2 separate regions of the Mus musculus genome follow, and region 1 is linked to region 2. Evidence: chromatin contacts called from public HiChIP or PLAC-seq data. All regions are on one chromosome and are shown on one strand. Each heading gives the region's core, a stretch centred on a gene start, on an enhancer-like site or on the middle of the called end of the contact. The rest is flanking DNA. Distances are from core to core; before and after follow the strand shown.

What was found. HiChIP or PLAC-seq counts read pairs in DNA pulled down with a chosen protein or histone mark.
Region 1: an H3K27ac HiChIP or PLAC-seq map of trophoblast stem cells shows a contact between it and region 2, with 9 times the contacts expected there. The contact joins two enhancer-like sites. A contact is called at or near these places in 5 of 39 promoter capture datasets (the 3T3-L1 cell line, cranial neural crest, embryonic stem cells and 2 more) and 4 of 115 datasets of contacts at active chromatin or transcription factors (astrocytes, embryonic stem cells, extraembryonic endoderm stem cells and 1 more).

The regions. Positions count from the first base shown.
Region 1 is chr11:74,436,689-74,440,923 of GRCm38.p6, forward strand. Rap1gap2 (RAP1 GTPase activating protein 2) reads right to left here. Exons shown (of 25, transcript NM_001015046.3): 5 at 1,576-1,620; 6 at 743-775; 7 at 236-448. Among named protein-coding and RNA genes, the nearest start is that of Olfr412, 74 kb to the left of the region's middle. Within about 2 kb of position 2,658, at least 37 of the 459 cell types and tissues checked have an H3K27ac peak or open chromatin away from gene starts, as enhancers often do. A contact at or near this core is called in trophoblast stem cells, where this site is marked.
Region 2 is chr11:73,254,852-73,258,907 of GRCm38.p6, forward strand. It overlaps Trpv1 (transient receptor potential cation channel, subfamily V, member 1), which reads left to right. Exons shown (of 16, transcript NM_001001445.2): 15 at 1-33. Among named protein-coding and RNA genes, the nearest start is that of Trpv3, 11 kb to the right of the region's middle. Within about 2 kb of position 2,785, at least 12 of the 459 cell types and tissues checked have an H3K27ac peak or open chromatin away from gene starts, as enhancers often do. A contact at or near this core is called in trophoblast stem cells, where this site is marked.

The DNA of each region.
Region 1 (4,235 bases), core at 1,408-3,907, 1.2 Mb after region 2:
TCACATCCTCCTGCACCCCCAGTACAACCCATCCCATCACCTCATAAAGCATTTACTGGAGGTGGTCTCCAAAAGGGCCCCTCACTGGGACTCTCCCATTCATATGACTCTAAGTAACACAGGTACGCAGTGAGTAGGAGAGAACTTGGGAAGAGAAGACCGAGGAGCCCTGGAACAGAGATCCATGTCCCCCTCCCCAAGGCAGGGCCAACTCTGCAAGGGTCCCTAGGCTCACCTTGCCTAGAAAGTGCCTGCGGTAGGCCCTGGCTTCACCCCTGCACTCGAGCTTGTAGCCGAATGTGTTGGGGCTCAGGCTGTCCTCTTCCTCCTCCTCATAGACGCTGCTGCCCAGTGACGTTGGAGTACCCACGTTCTCTGGGTCCTCAATCCAGTAGCCTCCAAACTGAGGCAGGATGATCAGAGGGTATGGGCCTCCCTTCTCCACAACCTGGGGGCAGAGGGAAGTTCTTGCCATGAGGCATAACCTGGCCTGCAGTCGAGAGGAACCCCACCCACCTCCAAACTGTTCCAAGAGGGAGGCCCTCTATCTCAGGTCAAGGGCATCTCTAGCTTCACTGGGACTCTGGGTTTTACAAGGGGACCCCCAAGTTAAACCTCAGAAAAGTCACAAGGCAAAGACAGGAAGGGCATTAGGTCCTCGAGTCTTAGGCCTCAGATCTCCCATGTGGGGCCTCAGGAAGGGATCCCTGAGCAGGATGTAGTAGAGTCAGAGAGTTCCTACCTCATCAATGCTGGGGTACGGGATATAGTCATCCTGCAAGAGAAAGCACAGGACAGTGCCATTAGCTCCACACGTGGCCATGACAGTCCCACTTCTGCTTGCATTTGCTCACCCAGGTCTAGTGAAGGGATGAGTTAGGGGGACCTAGTAAGATGCACCAGGATTTCAAGGGAAGCTGAGTCAGAGAAACTTCTGGCCACAACTTGAAGGACTCAGCATCCCGTGCCCACTGAACAGTAGACCTGAAGGCAAACCCAGCCAACAAAAGATGTAGCACACAAAAGGGAGGCCCTGGTCACCGCCAAGACACTAGCTTGTCATCCCATGGGGCTAAGACAGAAAGAGAGCTGGGCGAGTCGGCACACAATCTCAGCACTCTGGGGGCAGATCAAGATTGAGGTCATCCTTAACCACCCAACAAAAGACAAAAAAAAAAAATATCCTAGTCCCTCTCCTCTCTGTCCCTCCCCACATCCTCTTCAAGTTGACTAGGCTGTAGACACAGAACTTGAAGCTAAGACCTGGTGGCCCATCAGAATCCAGAGCCTAGCAACCCTCAACACCGTGTAGGTGCACAGAAAGAACAGGAAGGAGCCAATCCGGGCCTCCGATCCTTCGGTCTCACCTGAGGTCTCCACTAGCCTGATGGGAAGCAGCCCTAAGACACCGAGCCAGGGTCCCTTGGCCACCCACCAGACATGAGTGTAACAAGAGTTCAGTCATTAATTGGCTCCTAGTACAAAGCGGAGTTGGTGTGCATACGAGGAGAGTCCAACACGCTCCCTGATCCTCCTGCCCTCTTCCTACACTGGCCCCTCTACTGCCTATCCCACCTTGTTCTTCTGGGGTCCTGGCCTCTGCTCTTCAAGCTTGATTCCCTGCGGAAACAAGGAAGAGAGGATCCGCATAAGCATAGGTCACCGCTCATGGGTAGGAGCATCTGGGCACTTAGCCATCTGATGGGTACTGGAGCCTCTCGACTCCCACACTTAGCAGTTGTCAGTCCCAACACCAACCTCAGATAAGGGTGTGGGGGTGGCCAGTTAAGACTATAAATAGACTTGAGCCATGTCACCTGGGCTCAAATCCCAACATTGCCACTTCCTAGACTGGTGACCTGGAACAAGCCACAGATTCCTCTGTGTGACTCCTGTTGTCAGCTGTAAAGTGGAGAAGGTGACAGTGGCTTCCATCACAGCCCAGGTTAAAGGCTGGTGATGGGCTATGCATTTCAAATGCCAATGGTGTACACTAAAGGCTGTGCGTAGAATTAGTGAAAATGAGTAGTATTAGCATCTCTGTGTCTAAACCCCTTCCTGAAAGCCATAGGGCAGTGAATGGGAAAGATGAACACCCACATCTGCAAGTGTCAGAGCCAGCACATCGGTCCTCCTGCCTTCTAGCTCCACCTTTTTCCTTGAAGGAAGAGTGTTTGATTGACAGGCAGGAACTACGGTCCTTCAGGTCCTCATTCCACTTCCTATTTGTAACCAGGAAGTCTCCCTGGCTACATATGTAGAAGGAGGATTAGACCTCAACCCAACACCTGCATCTTCCAGATTCAAGGACCAGGGTTGGAACAAAGGGCTTTGCCTACAGTTGCTGAGAATTCACTTCTGGGAATAACCCCCTTGTCCAGCAACCCTGGTTGGGTTCTGGCTTAACTGGACTGTGCAAAAGGAAGGAAACACACAGCCTTTTCAAGACTGGATGCATTGGGTGATAGCATGAACCCGGAGGGCGTCTGGGAATTGCATCCGAAGCTGGGTTTATAATAAACACCCTGCTCCCCGGACAGCAGGGCTCCTGCTAACTGGGTGGAATCTGAAACAGCTTCTCTGGACTGCTGGACTGAGTCATGCTCCCAACATTGTTCAGGAGGGCGTGGGAAGGTCCCTCCCACTGACAGGTGCTTCTCACAAACGCCCGAAGGAAGCTGCCTGGGTGGCCCTGCAGACCCCGTCCAGGTTGGCACACTGGGTGGGTGGGGGAGTGATGTCAGAGTTTGTTTTGTTTGTCCTGCATTAGTCATCCTGGTCTGGGAACAGTCCTCAGGGCAGGAGTGCAACCTTGCCCCAGCCTCACTGACTGACACTCCACCCCCACCCCCCACCAGGGAGCCCCATCCTCAGCCGGGTCCTCCCTCCACCAAGCATTACCCTCTGCAGAAGGTACTGTCTTCCCTTCTCCCCGTCTCCAAGAAGAAATGGAAGTTCAGAGGGGGAAATGACTTGACCAAGGGCACTCAGCTAGAGGACATTCAGTTCAGATCTGTATCTGGGCCGGGAGTCTCCAAAGCATGTGTCCCCAAAGCATGCCTGGCTTCAAATTCCTACACTAGGACTGGGACCGGAGATCTTGGATCCCAGTTTTGGTGCTTCAGAACTAGCAATGTGGCCCAACCACATAACTGCTCCAAGACACAGTTTCCACAATGGCAAAATGGAGAGAGAGGAAACCCACGCCTGAGGATGGAATCCAGCCACATCGTGCAACATTCTTTCTCTGCTCCCTATACGCAAGCTCCAACCAGGAAACTGAGTCCACTAGTATGCCTGGAGCACACATGAGTGCATCTTACACACCACAATTTTGCTCCCCGCCATTTCTACTGAGGTTCATTTGGGAAGCCGTGATGGGAATCACTGTCTTTGACATAACGAGAGACTAAAGACAGAGTGGCTGGGAGGGCAAATTCAGACAAGCAGAGGGGTCCAAGAGTCAGTCCACAGGGCTGGGTTCTATGGAAGGAGGCAGGGACTTAAGCTGCAGGTGAGGATGGGCGGGCTGAGGAGCAATCACAGGGAAGGCAGAGGGAGCCACCAGTCTCTCCCAGTGAGCTGAGATCTCATTGGCTAGCAGGAAAGTTCCCCAGCTTTGCTCTGCTGTTGAACACTTAATGATACCCTGTCTCCCGCTACGCTGCGGTGCCATAGCTTGTTTCCGCAGCTAGATTATGAGTTCCCCCTAAATGCGAATAAAATGAGTTTATAGTCCACAAACTGCTGGGCGCAGAGGAGAACTGAACAGTTTATTTGTAGTAATGGCACGACTACTAACAATTACTCTCCCTTAATGCACCCTTCCCTTCCTTCCCTATCCTCAGGGAAACCTGGCAGTACCTTCTGCTCTGAATAACAGGACCACCCTGGACCCTTTCTCTGCCCCACCTCCCAAAGCTGACAGCCCCTTATTTCAAACCTTCCTTCTGAAATAAGAATAGAAAGAAGAAACTAAACCAGACTCTTCCTCCTCTGGAGCAGAAACGAGCATCATGCTTCCCAGTGCTCTTGCTGGGTGCTGTCCCCTGTGGCATGGGGCTGGGAGGGCAATGGGATATGTAGCTCTGAAGTCCTCATAAGGACAAGACAGCCCCTGTCAATCTATGATCCCAGAGAAGCGCCTGGAATATGTATGCCATTATCAACTGCTCCATCACAATCCTGTCACCAAGCCCGGACCTCAGCTGACCCCAGTGTGGACAACAGAACAG
Region 2 (4,056 bases), core at 1,535-4,034:
GCACCCTGAGCTTCTCCCTGCGGTCAGGCCGAGGTGAGGTGTGCTGGATGAGCCCATGGCAGGGAGGGGCTTGGCTCTGGGAAGGAGGGGTCTCTACTCCATCTTGACTTTCCTCACATCAGACCTGGGCTGCACAGCAGCAGCAGACACTCGGCCACGCTTAGTGACTGGTATATGCCCTCAAACACATCTGTGTGCCCAAGGAGCACTGCCAGCGGCTCCTCGGACTCACTGCCCATCTGATTTCAGATTCACTTTTGGCTGTTGCATGTTCAGAAACCTGAGAAGATGTAGCCAACATTTTCAAGAACCCCGCCATTCTGTTATGGAACCCCATATGGGGTCACAGTCCACAGTTTCAGAAGCTGGGTGTCAGGCTATGCAGTAGTGTCCCAGAAAGGTTGTAGGGTTTGTTTGTTTTGTCCTTAATTATTTTTTTCTTTCTCAAATGTGATGTCTTTTGGTCTGCCTTCATATTCACTGACTCCTCTTTTCTTTTTTTTTTTTTAGTGAGCTCCCAATTGCTCTGAATTCCATCCAGAGAAATTTGAACTTCAAACTTTAAGCCTTTTGGTTTTAGAGTTTCTATGTTTTTCTGTTGAAGTTTCCATTTCTAAAGATTTATTTATTTATTTTGTGTATATAAACACACTGCTGTCTTCAGACACACCAGGAGTTTTTGGATCTCATTACAGATGGCTGTGAGCCACCATATGGTTGCTGGGAATTGAACTCAGGACCTCTGGAAGAGCGGTCAGTGCTCTTAACCATTGAGCCATCTCTCCAGCTCAAAGTTTCCATTTCTTTGCTGAGAGGTCCTCTAGCCATTCCTATATTAGCAGCACGTTTCCTCTATTTCTTTTTTTTAAAAAGATTTATTTATTTATTTATTTTAATATTTTTTATTATTACGTATTTTCCTCAATTACATTTAGAATGCTATCCCAAAAGTCCCCCATACCATCCCCCCCCACTTCCCTACCCACCCATTCCCATTTTTTGACCCTGGCATTCCCCTGTACTGGGGCATATAAAGTTTGCGTGTCCAATGGGCCTCTCTTTCCAGTGATGGCCGACTAGGCCATCTTTTGATACATATGCAGCTAGAGTCAAGAGCTCCGGGGTACTGGTTAGTTCATAATGTTGTTGCACCTACAGGGTTGCAGATAAAGATTTATTTATTTTATGAGTACACTGTATACTGTAGATGTCTTCAGACACATCAGAAGAGGGCATCAGATCCCATTACAGATGGTTGTGAGCCACCATGTGGTTACTGGGATTTGAACTCAGGACCTCTGGAAAAGCAGTCAGTGCTCTTAACCACTGAGCCACCTCTCCAGCTCTTCCTCTATTTCTTTGAACATATTAATAAGTTACTTTGCACTTCCTGTCAGCTAAGGGGTAGACTGGCTCAGGGGTGGTACTCTCAGCCTGGCAAGGACAAGGCCTTGGAGTCAGCTGTCAAAGCTAATTCCAACATCCGGGCTATCTTGGCATCCATGTCTCTTAACTCCTTTTTTTTTTTTTTTTTTTTATGACAGAGGACCACATTGCCCTGGTTTCCCTTTTAGGCCCAGTGTTTTCAGATTGTGTGCTGGGCATTGTGGATAAGATACTGTGGAACCTGGATTTGGTTATCTTCCCTCAAAGATACTTCAGTACACCTTAATCGTGTACATGTGTAAGTGAGTGTAAGGGTGTCTCTGCATTCTGTCCATGCTCCCTTCTTGCACTCAAGCTTAAGTGTGTCCACCTCACTTCCAACCCCACTGCAGGCATCTCTGCTAAACCTCCTGTACTCTCATCATCAGCAAGCAATGTCTAAATCTCAGCCAAGGACTTGTGGGTAACCACCCAACCCTCAAACCAACCAGTCTCCCAATGTTCTCCTATGCTCTGTTCTACTGATTCTAGCTGTGTCAGCTGCTAGGATAGCTGCTTTCTCTTTAGCTTAGGGGAAATTCCATGCTCTATAGGATGGCTGCTGACTGTACAGTAGTAGGTAAGGCTGTCTCTTAAGCAGAGAGATGGGTGTTCATAGGGCTCCTCTTGTGAATGACGGGCCTCTTAGGGTTTATAGTAGCTCACATCTGTCACATGTGTTCAGGCCTAAACACATCTGCTGAATGGAATTTTGCTCATCTATGGTTGTCATGAGCATGGCAGTCCAGTCCAAGATCGTCTGTTATAATTGGATATGGAAATCTATTTCATCAAAAGCTCACTCAGGGGCTGGCGATGTAGCTTAGTGGTGGTTGAGCACTTGTTTAGCATGTGAGTCCATCTCTAGTACAGAAAAAAAAATAGGCTCACTTTTGGATATCAGTTCCCTGATCTGGAGCTTTGTTAATTTCACATAGGTCCCCTGCAGTTCTGTGACTTTCCTAGGAATGCAATTGGAAAGACTCCCTGGTCACCTTATCACCCTTGCTCACTATCTTTCCTTCAATTTGTTAGGTGTGCTAACACTCTCAGATCTACTCAAAGCTGGCTTTGTGGGTGATCTGAGTGGCTTACCATGATCCTCCTACTTAGTTAGCCTTTGTTGGGTGAGTCTGACACTGGGGAGTTTATTTTAGATGTATTTAAGTGCAGGATCATGGGGTGGGGTACAGTTTCCTGGTGACAGTTATCACAATAAAGCTAAAGGTGTGACTAACACGTGGCCTCTTCCATAAGAATGGGTTTTATAGATTACGTGCATAGGGGAGGATCTGCTGTGGTCTAGGCCAACCTAGAGGTCACCAAGCTATAAAATACAAGTGGCAGCTCCCTTAGGGATGGGTTCTGTTGACTGAGAAACAATGCTCAAGATAAAGGTCTATGGAGGAAGAATCTGGGATAAACATAATAGTCTGGGGAGTTTGGGTGTGGCCTGACTCTACTGATAGCACAGGTCACCAAGGCTGCTACCAACACCCAGCCCAGCCTTCTGGATGGAAAACAGGTATTTATGTGCTCTGCTGAGGAGACAGCCCTGAGTGTTTAACATTTCTGCTTTCCCTGGAGCTCATCTGTGAGCACGAGGACCTTATGGCTCTCTACCCTGTACCTCTCAGTGAACTGCTGTCCAGTTAGAGCGGCCATTTGGAACAGAAGCGGGGGGGGGGGGGTGCCGCATTAGACTTTACACATTCACTACTTGCTTTCTCACTTTTGTGACAGTAGAAACTCTAGTGATGATAGCCAGATACTTTAGATAACGGGGACCCCTTCTCACCAAGATGCCTGCGCTAGGAAGATGTGGGAGAATTCAGGGGAGAAAGGCCAGGGAAGGAAGGTGGGAACTGGAAGGACTAGGAAGTGTGTGGGAGCTTCAGTGAATGGCTTCTCTACTGGTATAACAAGTCGAACTGAGCTGAACTTATAGTTCGTTGTGGGTAGCTCTCAGGCAGGTTCACTGACCTCACAGGAGGGGGTCAGTGGAATCACAAGGCTGGGCTGAGGCAAGGCTTCCTAAAGGGGTGTGGGTAGATCTTCAATGTGATGGTGGGGGTACAAATAAGGTTATATTATAACCTTATTTTGTGATTTTAGGGCCCTGTAGGTGGGACTTAGAACCAGTGGTCAGTTTTGAGAATCCTGAACTAGGAGCTGGCTTTGTCCAGCGTTTTGTGTGGGCTTTTGAAAGCGAGGGCTCCTGATCAGAAGAGAAGGGTGGGGATCTCTTGGCCCAGGCCATCTTGCCTTTGTTCCAAACCCTCTGGCCTAACACTTGGTATTAGAATATGATGGATGGTGATGGGAACCTCAGCTACCTCTGGAGACCCTGGAACTGGCTAGGTCAACAGTTCCCAAACTGGGTGTCTCTACTTCCTAGCCAATTAGTCCAGATCTCAACAGGCAGTGGTAACTGAGTCTTCCTTAAGAGCTCCCTGGAACTTTAGGTCATGCCAAAGTTCTTATTTGAAGCCCAGTGTCACCATGTCTCCCTTGGCATTTTCTTCTATGCCCTGGTGGGGCCTTGACTCTAAGTCTTGATGTTTTTTGGCTGCTGTTCATCACTTTAGGATTGCCCAATGTGGAGTTGTGTTGCAGAAATCTCTTTACCCT